3 separate regions of the Sus scrofa genome follow, and all the other regions are linked to region 1. A link is a contact called in public HiChIP or PLAC-seq data. All regions are on one chromosome and are shown on one strand. The core of a region is the stretch at or near the end of the contact, and the rest is flanking DNA. Distances in the headings are between cores, read along the strand shown. Region 1 has its middle 46 kb from the start of GCLC. Region 2 has its middle 27 kb from the start of KLHL31. Region 3 overlaps KLHL31 (kelch-like protein 31).

What was found. HiChIP or PLAC-seq counts read pairs in DNA pulled down with a chosen protein or histone mark.
Region 2: a contact with region 1 is called in an H3K27ac HiChIP or PLAC-seq map of alveolar macrophages. The contact joins two enhancer-like sites. A contact is called at or near these places in 19 of 47 Hi-C or Micro-C datasets (alveolar macrophages, brain, embryonic fibroblasts and 10 more) and 2 of 2 datasets of contacts at active chromatin or transcription factors (alveolar macrophages and skeletal muscle).
Region 3: an H3K27ac HiChIP or PLAC-seq map of alveolar macrophages shows a contact between it and region 1. The contact joins two enhancer-like sites. A contact is called at or near these places in 12 of 47 Hi-C or Micro-C datasets (brain, embryonic fibroblasts, epiblast stem cells and 8 more) and 2 of 2 datasets of contacts at active chromatin or transcription factors (alveolar macrophages and skeletal muscle).

Annotation. Positions count from the first base shown.
Region 1 is chr7:27,253,536-27,256,875 of Sscrofa11.1, forward strand. No RefSeq gene overlaps it. Among named protein-coding and RNA genes, the nearest start is that of GCLC, 46 kb to the left of the region's middle. Within about 2 kb of position 1,591, at least 7 of the 83 cell types and tissues checked have an H3K27ac peak or open chromatin away from gene starts, as enhancers often do. A contact at or near this core is called in alveolar macrophages, where this site is marked.
Region 2 is chr7:27,113,677-27,116,625 of Sscrofa11.1, forward strand. No RefSeq gene overlaps it. Among named protein-coding and RNA genes, the nearest start is that of KLHL31, 27 kb to the left of the region's middle. Within about 2 kb of position 1,700, at least 19 of the 83 cell types and tissues checked have an H3K27ac peak or open chromatin away from gene starts, as enhancers often do. A contact at or near this core is called in alveolar macrophages, where this site is marked.
Region 3 is chr7:27,094,190-27,097,259 of Sscrofa11.1, forward strand. All of the region lies in intron 1 of KLHL31 (kelch-like protein 31), which reads left to right. Among named protein-coding and RNA genes, the nearest start is that of KLHL31, 7.3 kb to the left of the region's middle. Within about 2 kb of position 1,567, at least 2 of the 83 cell types and tissues checked have an H3K27ac peak or open chromatin away from gene starts, as enhancers often do. A contact at or near this core is called in alveolar macrophages, where this site is marked.

The DNA of each region.
Region 1 (3,340 bases), core at 341-2,840:
CTCTTAAATGTGTGAGTTCTACAGCTAAATCAGATGGTGGTAGAGTTTTGTTTGTTTTGTCTTTTTTTTTTTAATTAGCCCAGATTCCGTGAAATGATTTCTTCACTGCCATCCTCAGATCTTCGGAAGAAGAATTGTAGTAAATGGAAATAGATGTCTCACCTCCCTAGTAGCTGTCACCCGCTATGGGCAGGGAAGAAATAGCCACTGGAAGTGAATTTTTCTTTTACTCTGAACTGCTGCAGTGCTGAGTCAGTGGTCACATGGTGGATTACAAATAACTTGGGTGCTAGGTGCAAACCAGTGTGAGCCCGCTTAGACTGAATCACCAGGTCTTACAGAGAGATATCTGTTTCCAACCAATATCAACATCCTTCTCCTACCCACAACCCCTAGGTCATCTGGTCCACCCACTTCTCCCAACTTCATTGTTCTTTTTGTTCTCTTTTTTTTATATTGGAGTCTAGTTGGTTTACAGTATTGTGTTAGTTTCAGGTGTACAGCAAAGTGATTCAATTACATGTATACATATATCTTTCAGATTCTTTTCCCATATAGGTTATTATAGAATATTGAGTACAGTTCCATAAGCTATATGGTAGGTCCTTGTTTTTTTTAATCTATTTTATAGATTGAAATGTGTATATGTTAATCCTAAACTCCTAATTTATCCCTCCCCCACCTTTCCCCTTTGGTAACTATGTTTTCTTTGTGAGTCTTGGTTCTGTTTTGTATCATATTTTAGATTCCGCATTTAAGTGATGTAGTAGATACTTGTTTTTCCTTAACTTGCTTCACTTGTTTAATAATTTCTAGGTCCATCCATGTTGCTACAAATGACATTTCATTCTTTTTTGTGGCTGAGTAGTAGTCCATTGCAGGATTTGTCAAACTAAGCTGCATACACATTTCTGGCTCAGTAGGCCTAGGATGGGGACTCCAGTTTTCTGCATTTCTAAGAAGTCCCCAGGTAATGCTGCTGCTGCTGCTGGTCTGTGGGTCACAATGAGTAACAAGGACTTAGATCACTTTCTGTACCTCAATTAGACACAGATTAATTCTACGTTTCAAATGACACTGGTCTTTAATTCTAATGTATGTATCTGAATGCCAGGTAATGACACCCTGTCTATATATCCGACAGAAAGTAAGCACCACCTTTCATAAGCTTTACTGCCTGAACCCAGCTGCGGGTTCAGGGCTTTGGGAACAGAACCATAAATGATGAGATAAGCAAAAGGGCTTTTTCCATGGTGGCAATAGCTGTGGATGAGCCTAGACCCTCACTCAGAACACAACTGGCCATTACTTAATCCAGTTCTCACCCTATCAAATCTAGATTAACAAGAGGTTTCCTCTTGGTCCCAGGATGCTTCACACCCCACCTGGATGTGGGCTGTTTGTGAGCCTTTCTGTTCCTCAGTGCAGGGATCTGGCCTTGGCCACCTCTTCCTAAAATCACCACCTACACAAAAATTAAGTAAGAGATGTGTGGAAACCCAGCACGTGGTGAGGGTTAGGCCATGTCTCGGAGGCCTTTTGGAGACCTTGTAGAGAGGAAATGTGGAAGTATCCTTCAAGCAGCTGGTGATGGGGCAGGGTCAAGGACGTGTGTCTCTGATGACAGGGTGTCAACACTCTCAGCTGGGATAGGGGGCCCTATTCAGCACTGCAAAAAGGCTGCTTAACTCCAAGGGATTTAGAGGTGCTGCTAATAAACTTTCCATTTAGCTTAAGGCTTCCCCCTGCCCTGCCCTGCCCTGCCCTGCCCTGCCCTGCCCTAAAGATAAGCTACTGAGATCTATCAGCTTCTCCCTCCATTTGGCTTTTGTGTAAATATTTAACTTTTCCCATAAACACTTCTGAACATACATGTCAAGTGATATTTAGAAAAAGTAAGTTGGAAAGGAACTGATGAGGTTCAGACTGGATGTGAGGAGACTTGGTGAGCGACCTTGACTGGGAAGGGGACCAAAGAATCACAGATTGTCTGAAGAGTGTGAGTGGAGGCTGAAGTGGGCTGGAAAATCTTGAAAGCCCCTTTCATTCTTTACATCTGATAAAATGAAACATAACATTAAGCATGAGAGATGCATTAAGATCAATATTTGGTGCCTCCAACTTTGATTTCAAACCACGTAGCAAAGCTATGGTAAATCAAAGCAGCATGGTATTGGCATAAAAATGGAACAGAATAGAGAGCCCAGAAATAAACCCTCATATATTTGATCACTTAATTTATAACAAAAGAGCTAAGGATATACAATGGGGAAAGGACAGTCTCTTCAATAAATAGTGCTGGGAAAACTGGACAACCACAGGCAAAAGAATGAAGTTAGACTGCTAAGAATCATACAGAAATTAACTCAAGGTGGGTTAAAGACTGGAATGTAAGACCTGAAACCATAAAATTCCTAGGAGAAAACATAGGTGTTAAGCACCTTGCCATAGGTCTTGGTAATTGTTTTTTGAATCTGACACCAAAAGCAATAAAAATAAATAAGTAGGACTATCAAACTCAACAGATCCTGCGTAAAAAAGAAAACCTTCAAAAAATGAAAAGGCAACTTGCTGAATGGGAGAAAATATTTTCAAATCATGCATCTGATAAAGGGGTTAATATCCAAAATATATAAAGAGTTCATACAACACCATTACCAAACAAAATGTTTAATCCCACTTAATGAGCAGAGGATCTGTATATACACCTTTCAAAGACAGATGACCAACAGGTTACATGAAAAGGTGCTCGACATCACTGAATGTCAGGGAAATGCAAATCAAAACCACAATAAGATACCACCTCACACCTATTAGAATGGCTATTCTCAAAAAGAAAAGAAAGAAATGTTGGTGAGGATGTGAAGAAAAGGGAACTCTTGCGCACTATTGATGGAATGTAAATTGGTACAATCACTGTGGAAAACAGTTTGGAGGATCCTCAAGAAAATTAAAAATAGAGCTACCATATAATCCAGCAATTCCACTTCTGGAAAAGACGTGGAAGAAGAAAGTGAAAACACTAACTCAAAAAGATTTTTGCACCTCCATGTTCATAGTAACATTATTTACAATAGCCAAGATATGGAAGCAACGTAAGTGTCCATCAGTGGAGGAATGGACAAAGAAAGTGAGGTATAAATATAGATATATTACTCAACCATTAAGAAAGAAGGAACTTTTGCCATTTTTGACAACATGGGTGGACCTTGTGGTTATTACGTAAGTGAAATAGGTCAGGAAGAGAAAGATGATTTCACCTTATACGGAATCTTAAAACAATAACAACAACAAAAGGCAAGCTTAAGCTTTCAAATACGGGGAACAGATTGGTGGTTTC
Region 2 (2,949 bases), core at 450-2,949, 140 kb before region 1:
AAGTTCATTCTCTTCAATATTCAACTGGGAAAAAAAAAATCAATCTTCTAAAATTTTAAAAAAGAAAATGCTGCCTGCCTGACAGCCCAGGGTTCCCACTTTCTCCCAGTGATCTGCACACCTGTGAGGCCCTCCCTACTCTGTTGTACTTCTCACCTCCACCTACAGAAATTCCTCTCCTCCCTAAACTCAGCTTAAGTGCAGCTCCTCCTTGTGCCCAGATGCCAGAAATAGCGGCCTCTCTGGAAGTCCCTCAGTTTAGTGGGTAAGGAGAACCCAGGCCCCCAGGAAGTCTGCCTGAGTCTGAATCTCCACCCTGCTACTTACTAGCAAACTTTCTGCCTCAGTCCCTTACCTGTAAGGGGGAGGCTATGGTGGCCATGCTAACAATAGCATGGTCGTTACAGGGTTACTGAAGGGATTAATAACACAATGCATGTGGAGCACACCTGATGACACAGGCAATATCCAATAAATACTAACAGTCAAGTTCCATTTCTATGCAGGATTTTCTTTTTTTTTTTTTTCTTTTTCTTTTTCTTTTGAGGGTTGCACCTGCGGTATATGGATTCCCAAGCTAGGGGGCGACCTACACCACAGCCACAGCAACGTGGGAGCCGAGGTGTGTCTGCAACCTATACCACAGCTCATGGCAAACTCCAGATCCCCAACCCACTGAGCAAGGCCAGGGTAGAACCTGCATCTTCATGGATGCTAATTGGATTTGTTTCCACCTCGCCATAACGGGAACTCCTCTATGCCAGTTTTTTGTCCTGCATCAGGGAGCTATTCTCTGAGGATGGGAGCTGTTTCTCTAGCGCCCCTTGCTTAGAACATACATTCTGTCCTTGGCCTATCATTTAATTTCCTAAAGTCTCAGTCCTTATCTGTAAAAAGCAGTTAACGTAGTAATCAAAACCAATAATGTATATTAAAGCACATGGCACAGTGCTGGTCCTATAATAAATCAGCCATATATTTTAGCCATTGTTTCGTGCTTAAGAGTCTATACGGGGGGAAGGGACAAATTAGGATTAACAGCTAAGGGATAAATTGGGATTAACAGCTACACACTACTATACACAAAATAGATAACCAACAGAGACCTACTATAGAGCACAGGGAACTATACTCAATATTCTGAAATAACCTATAAAGGAAAAGAATCTGAAAAAGAAAAAATATATATGTATGCATGTGTAACTGAATTACCGAGCTGTACATCTGAAACTAACACAACATTGTAAATCAACTTCAATTTCTTTTTTTTGTAAAAAAGGGTCTATGTGAAATCTATATTAAAGGGTTAAGGCTCTTATATATATATACACTGTGTTTCTCGGACAGTATTTTCTGGCCTTAACAGCTGAAATTACAGATCAAAATTTGAATATTAAAAAAAAAGGAATATGAGAAACGGAGTCAGAGAGAGCAGTGTCAGGAGGCTCAGGGCTGGGAAGCCCGCAGGAGGCCACCTTTAAAAGATCTATGATCCACAAGAGATAAGAAGCCCTCAACTCTACTCCTGGAAGAAGCATCACCTCCTGATGAAGGCGGAGGAGATGAGGAAAGGAAAGCAACTTTGGGAGAAGGTAAGAGGACACGTAAGATGAAGGAAAGGGCGGCAGAGGGACAGAGGAAGGAGGGAGACGGGGGAGGGAGAGGCAGACAGACGAGAAGACAGGGCAGAGAGCGTGTCTGTGACTGAGGAAGTGCTCATCTGAGGTGGGGGTGGATGGAGCATGACAGCCCTGGAGAGTGTCAGGAAAATCCAATGGGGTGGTGGTTTGTCCCAACACTTGCAGGTTGCGGATATGGCAGATATCGTGGACTCCATGGGCCAGTCCCATGTCTCAAAGAAGAGTCCACACCCTGCTTAACTGTGGCACTAATTCAGGAAGGTGCCAGCCAGATCCAGGACTCAACTCTACTCTCCCTGTTAACAAAGAATATTTTTGCTTGGTTTTGATATAGGCTGACTATCCCAGTAAGCCGTTTGATTAGAAGGAAAATTGTGTGTTGCTTTGCTGTCCATTCTTTTTTTTAAAAAAAAAATCAGAGGATGAATATAGGTTTTTATGCTTGTAACTTAACTTCTTCACCACCGGAAGAGCTCAGCTACTGTGGTAAAGGCTGCTGGTGGTGAGTGAGTCACACAGACACTCTTGAATCAGCGCATCTCTGCCCTTGTGGCTTTGCAGAGATGCACGGATGGGTGCAAGCATTTGAGCTACACCACTATGACTTTATTGATCCTGAGAATATCGAACTACTTAATTCTCATTCCTTTTATTTTTTCGCTTTATTTAAAAAAATATTTTTAAAAAATCTGGGGGGCCACACAGTGGCATGTGGAAGTTCCTGGGCCAAGGGCAGAACCCTTGCTGCAGCCGTAGCATAGGTCCCAACAACGGCCAGTCAACCCCCTGAGCCACAAGGGAACTTCTCTTATTTTTTCTTTATGTTTCAGTTGAGGCATTCTATAAATAGGTTACATGATCTATGAAAGTCATTTTAGGATAAAAGAGTTAATTTTTTTTTTATAGACAGGGGTACTGGAGACAATGGGATTGAACCCACCCTAGAAACATTTCTGACCCATCCTTTCCCTTAATTCTCTTCCCTCTTGACCACTCCAGCAGTGGGAGCTAGAGGCCTGCAGGAGCTCCCCCAAAGGGCACTAGACTCCAGCCTTCTCTGTTCCTGGGTCTCTGACACACACACACATATGTACTGTAAGGAAACAGACCTACAAATGGTCACTATCACTAATTTTATTGTATAATATAGCATGATTTAAAAAAATTAAAATTTGAGAATGTTATGGTGTATCGAGGGTGTGTGCTTAGTTGGAAAAAATGTAACTTCTTAAAAATGGTGCCCACATGGCCTACATTATTCCAAGAGTGAGAGACCTCTGTAACATCATCCAATCATGAGCCCTTGAGC
Region 3 (3,070 bases), core at 317-2,816, 160 kb before region 1:
TCACGTAAAACACAGAAAATATAGCAACTGTATAGATTCATTTACCACTATCCCCTCATCCTTTATGGTATAGCATACATCTACATATATTATGAATTCCCTAAGACAATGTTATCATTTTTGAAGAGTCAAATGTATTTTAAAGAGCTTTAGAGAAAAACTAGTTCTTTATATTTATCACCCCCAATGCTCTTCATTCATTCCTGAAGGTTTACGTTTCCACCGGGCTTCCTGTTCATGGATCTCTCTTTTCCAGAATTCCCATCTCACTCTCCAGTGAATGCCTTCACCACAAACTCTGTCCTCCGGTTCTTCAAGTCAGCAACAGTTTCCAGTGGAGGTGCAGCTGCCCTGTGCAGTACCACCTGCAGCCTACTCAGCCAAAAAGCCATCCCTTTCCAAGAAAGGCGGGGAAAGGGGAGTTCATCCTATACTATTCTTTTTCCCCACCTCTCGACTCCCCTACAAAACCATCGCCCCTTTTATTACACTCTTTAGCATCTCCGGGTAGTTTTCTCTACTTTTCGCCGCACTCTCTCCACTACCTTCCAGCTTACAGGGACCATCTATCAAAAAGAAGCTTTACTTGGCTTTTTTACCAGTGGTGGAGGCAAGGGCTGGTTTTTAAACCCAGGCAGTCTTCTTCAGAGACTGAGGTCTTCACAGCTATACAACATGATATTCCTAAAGGTGAAGAGTGAGCTAGCCAGCAATTGATCAATCTTTATTACTGATCCTTGAGAACACCTCAATGAAGGATGATATATGAGAACAACAATGTATAAAAAGATTTAAAACTGGATATCAGATATTATCGCTCTTGAGTCCACCAGTTACTCCTTCGTTTAGAATTGCCTGCTGGCCTTTGTCTCCTTAGCCTCAGCATATATATCTTTAGGTTGTTGAGGCTGGATTCTCTCTTTGCTCCAGAAACTTCCATTTTCACCAAAAGAAACAAAAAGAACCTTAAAATCAAAATGATTTCAAAAGAATTACACCTTGTCCTAGTATGTTTCAGTATCATGTATCCCAGTTGTTAAATACTGAGATCCTTCTGTACCGAATTGGTAAACAGCCAACCCAAATCCCTCCCACCCCTTCAGTTCTTTCCAGGATGTCCTGTGTTTTACTACCATCCAGCAACTGAAGTTTTACACAAGGTACCCCAGGGGAGCCTCTGGAACTCAGCTCCAGAGGTGGGGCATGAGGCCATAGGGGACTTATCTTATCAGTCATTGAAATATCCACCCCTATATGCTACCAATGAAATGATCTCTTCATGATGGATGAACAAAACATTTAGCATCTCGGTCTGAAGCATTCGGATCAATCCTCAGGTTTAGGATTTCATCCAAAACAATGAGTAGTTATAATCCTTATGTCTACATGAATAAAAAATTGCCCATAGAGATTCCTCCAGGAAAATAGGCTTCTTCCAAAAGGACATTTATGCTCCTACTGGTAGAAAATGCTGGGTTTTGTTTTATTTTTGAAGTTACTATGCTGTGCTTAGCTACTTTCTTGTTGTCATTCTGCACGTGTCGTTTTCGTCTCTCTAACCATAAATTACTCATTGTATTGCCCCATCATTCCCAGAACAGTGCTGCCCACACAGCAGTAGGTGTCTGATAACTGCTTGCCAAACAAAATTTTAAAAATTTTCCCCAGAAAAATCCAGCAAGGGGACACTCACCACATAAATCAAAGGGATTTGAAGACTAAAATGGGAGTGGGTTGAAAATCTATTTCACAAGGTAAGGATGCATGTAGCCTTGCTTACAAGAAAGAATGAGGAAGGACAAATGTGCTGCAGTCTTATGAACAAATATAAATATGAATATGACAGCTGGAGCTTAATGAGGAAGACAAAAGCCCTGGCAAAGAGACAGACCTTCTCTACTTTCTACCTACTTGCTACTTTCCTTCCACTTGGAAAGGAACAGCAACAAACACAATTATGGAATTTTTCAACATATATTCCAGTAATTAAATTGAAAACTTTCAAGGGGGATCAAAGCTAAGTTTTACCCCTCAGAATGAACTCAACAGTGAGGCTTAAAACAGACACACATATGTACACACACACACACACACCCACCACCACCACCACCACCCTCAAAAACTTTAAAAACCCCTAAACCCCTAAATATCCATCAACAAGAGGATGATTGCATGCATTTTATATATCCCTACTGTGGGATCTATGTGGCTGTTAGAGAGAATGAGGTAAATTTATGTGTGTGCTAATACAGAAAGATGTACATGAGCACATTCAAGCGATAAAAGTAAATTGCTGAGTAATATGGCATAAACTTGTTTTGATATAAGTTCTCTCTTAGTGGTATGCTGGAACTGACTTGTACTGGCTCATGAGAACCTTTTTACATTTTCAGGAATGTAGCGAGCTGGTTGTTGATAGCTTGAAACCAATCATGTTGAGTGTATTTGTATCAAAGAAATCAGCACCTCACAAATAAGGGCTTTTAGAAATTGACAGGACGTTGTAAATCAACTGTAATAAAAACACTTTAAATAAAAACAAATTAAATTCTTAAAAAACACCAACAAATAAGGGCTTTTTTTTTCCCCCTACAGAAGTGGTTTACCAGTTGGTTTACATCACTGCTCAAACTATGCAGATATAAGTTTGCATAAGCATACATAGTCATCTGTAATTTCGATTATTTGTATTGTATCAGTATACAATTATTTGTAATTCCACGAACTGAATTGTTGAATTACACACACTGATTTTGTTACTTTAAAAATGGAAAAAAAATGCAACATCAGTAATTTCACAAGAAAGTAAATGTTACATGGCAGTAGATAAAATCCATCTATAGATTTTATCCACATCCATGAGTAGGCCCAATATTTTGAGAAGAGCTAAAATAATGTAATCTATGATATTGAAGGACTATGTAGCAATTTAAAATCAGAGATGTTCAGAGTTACATCATAGAGCTAAATCCACACATCATATAGGTTAAAAAACTGGTTCAAATATTTATGACATTGATTACAGGTAATGGTTACTGTCCCTAATATGTCAGCACCCATGTAAATATAT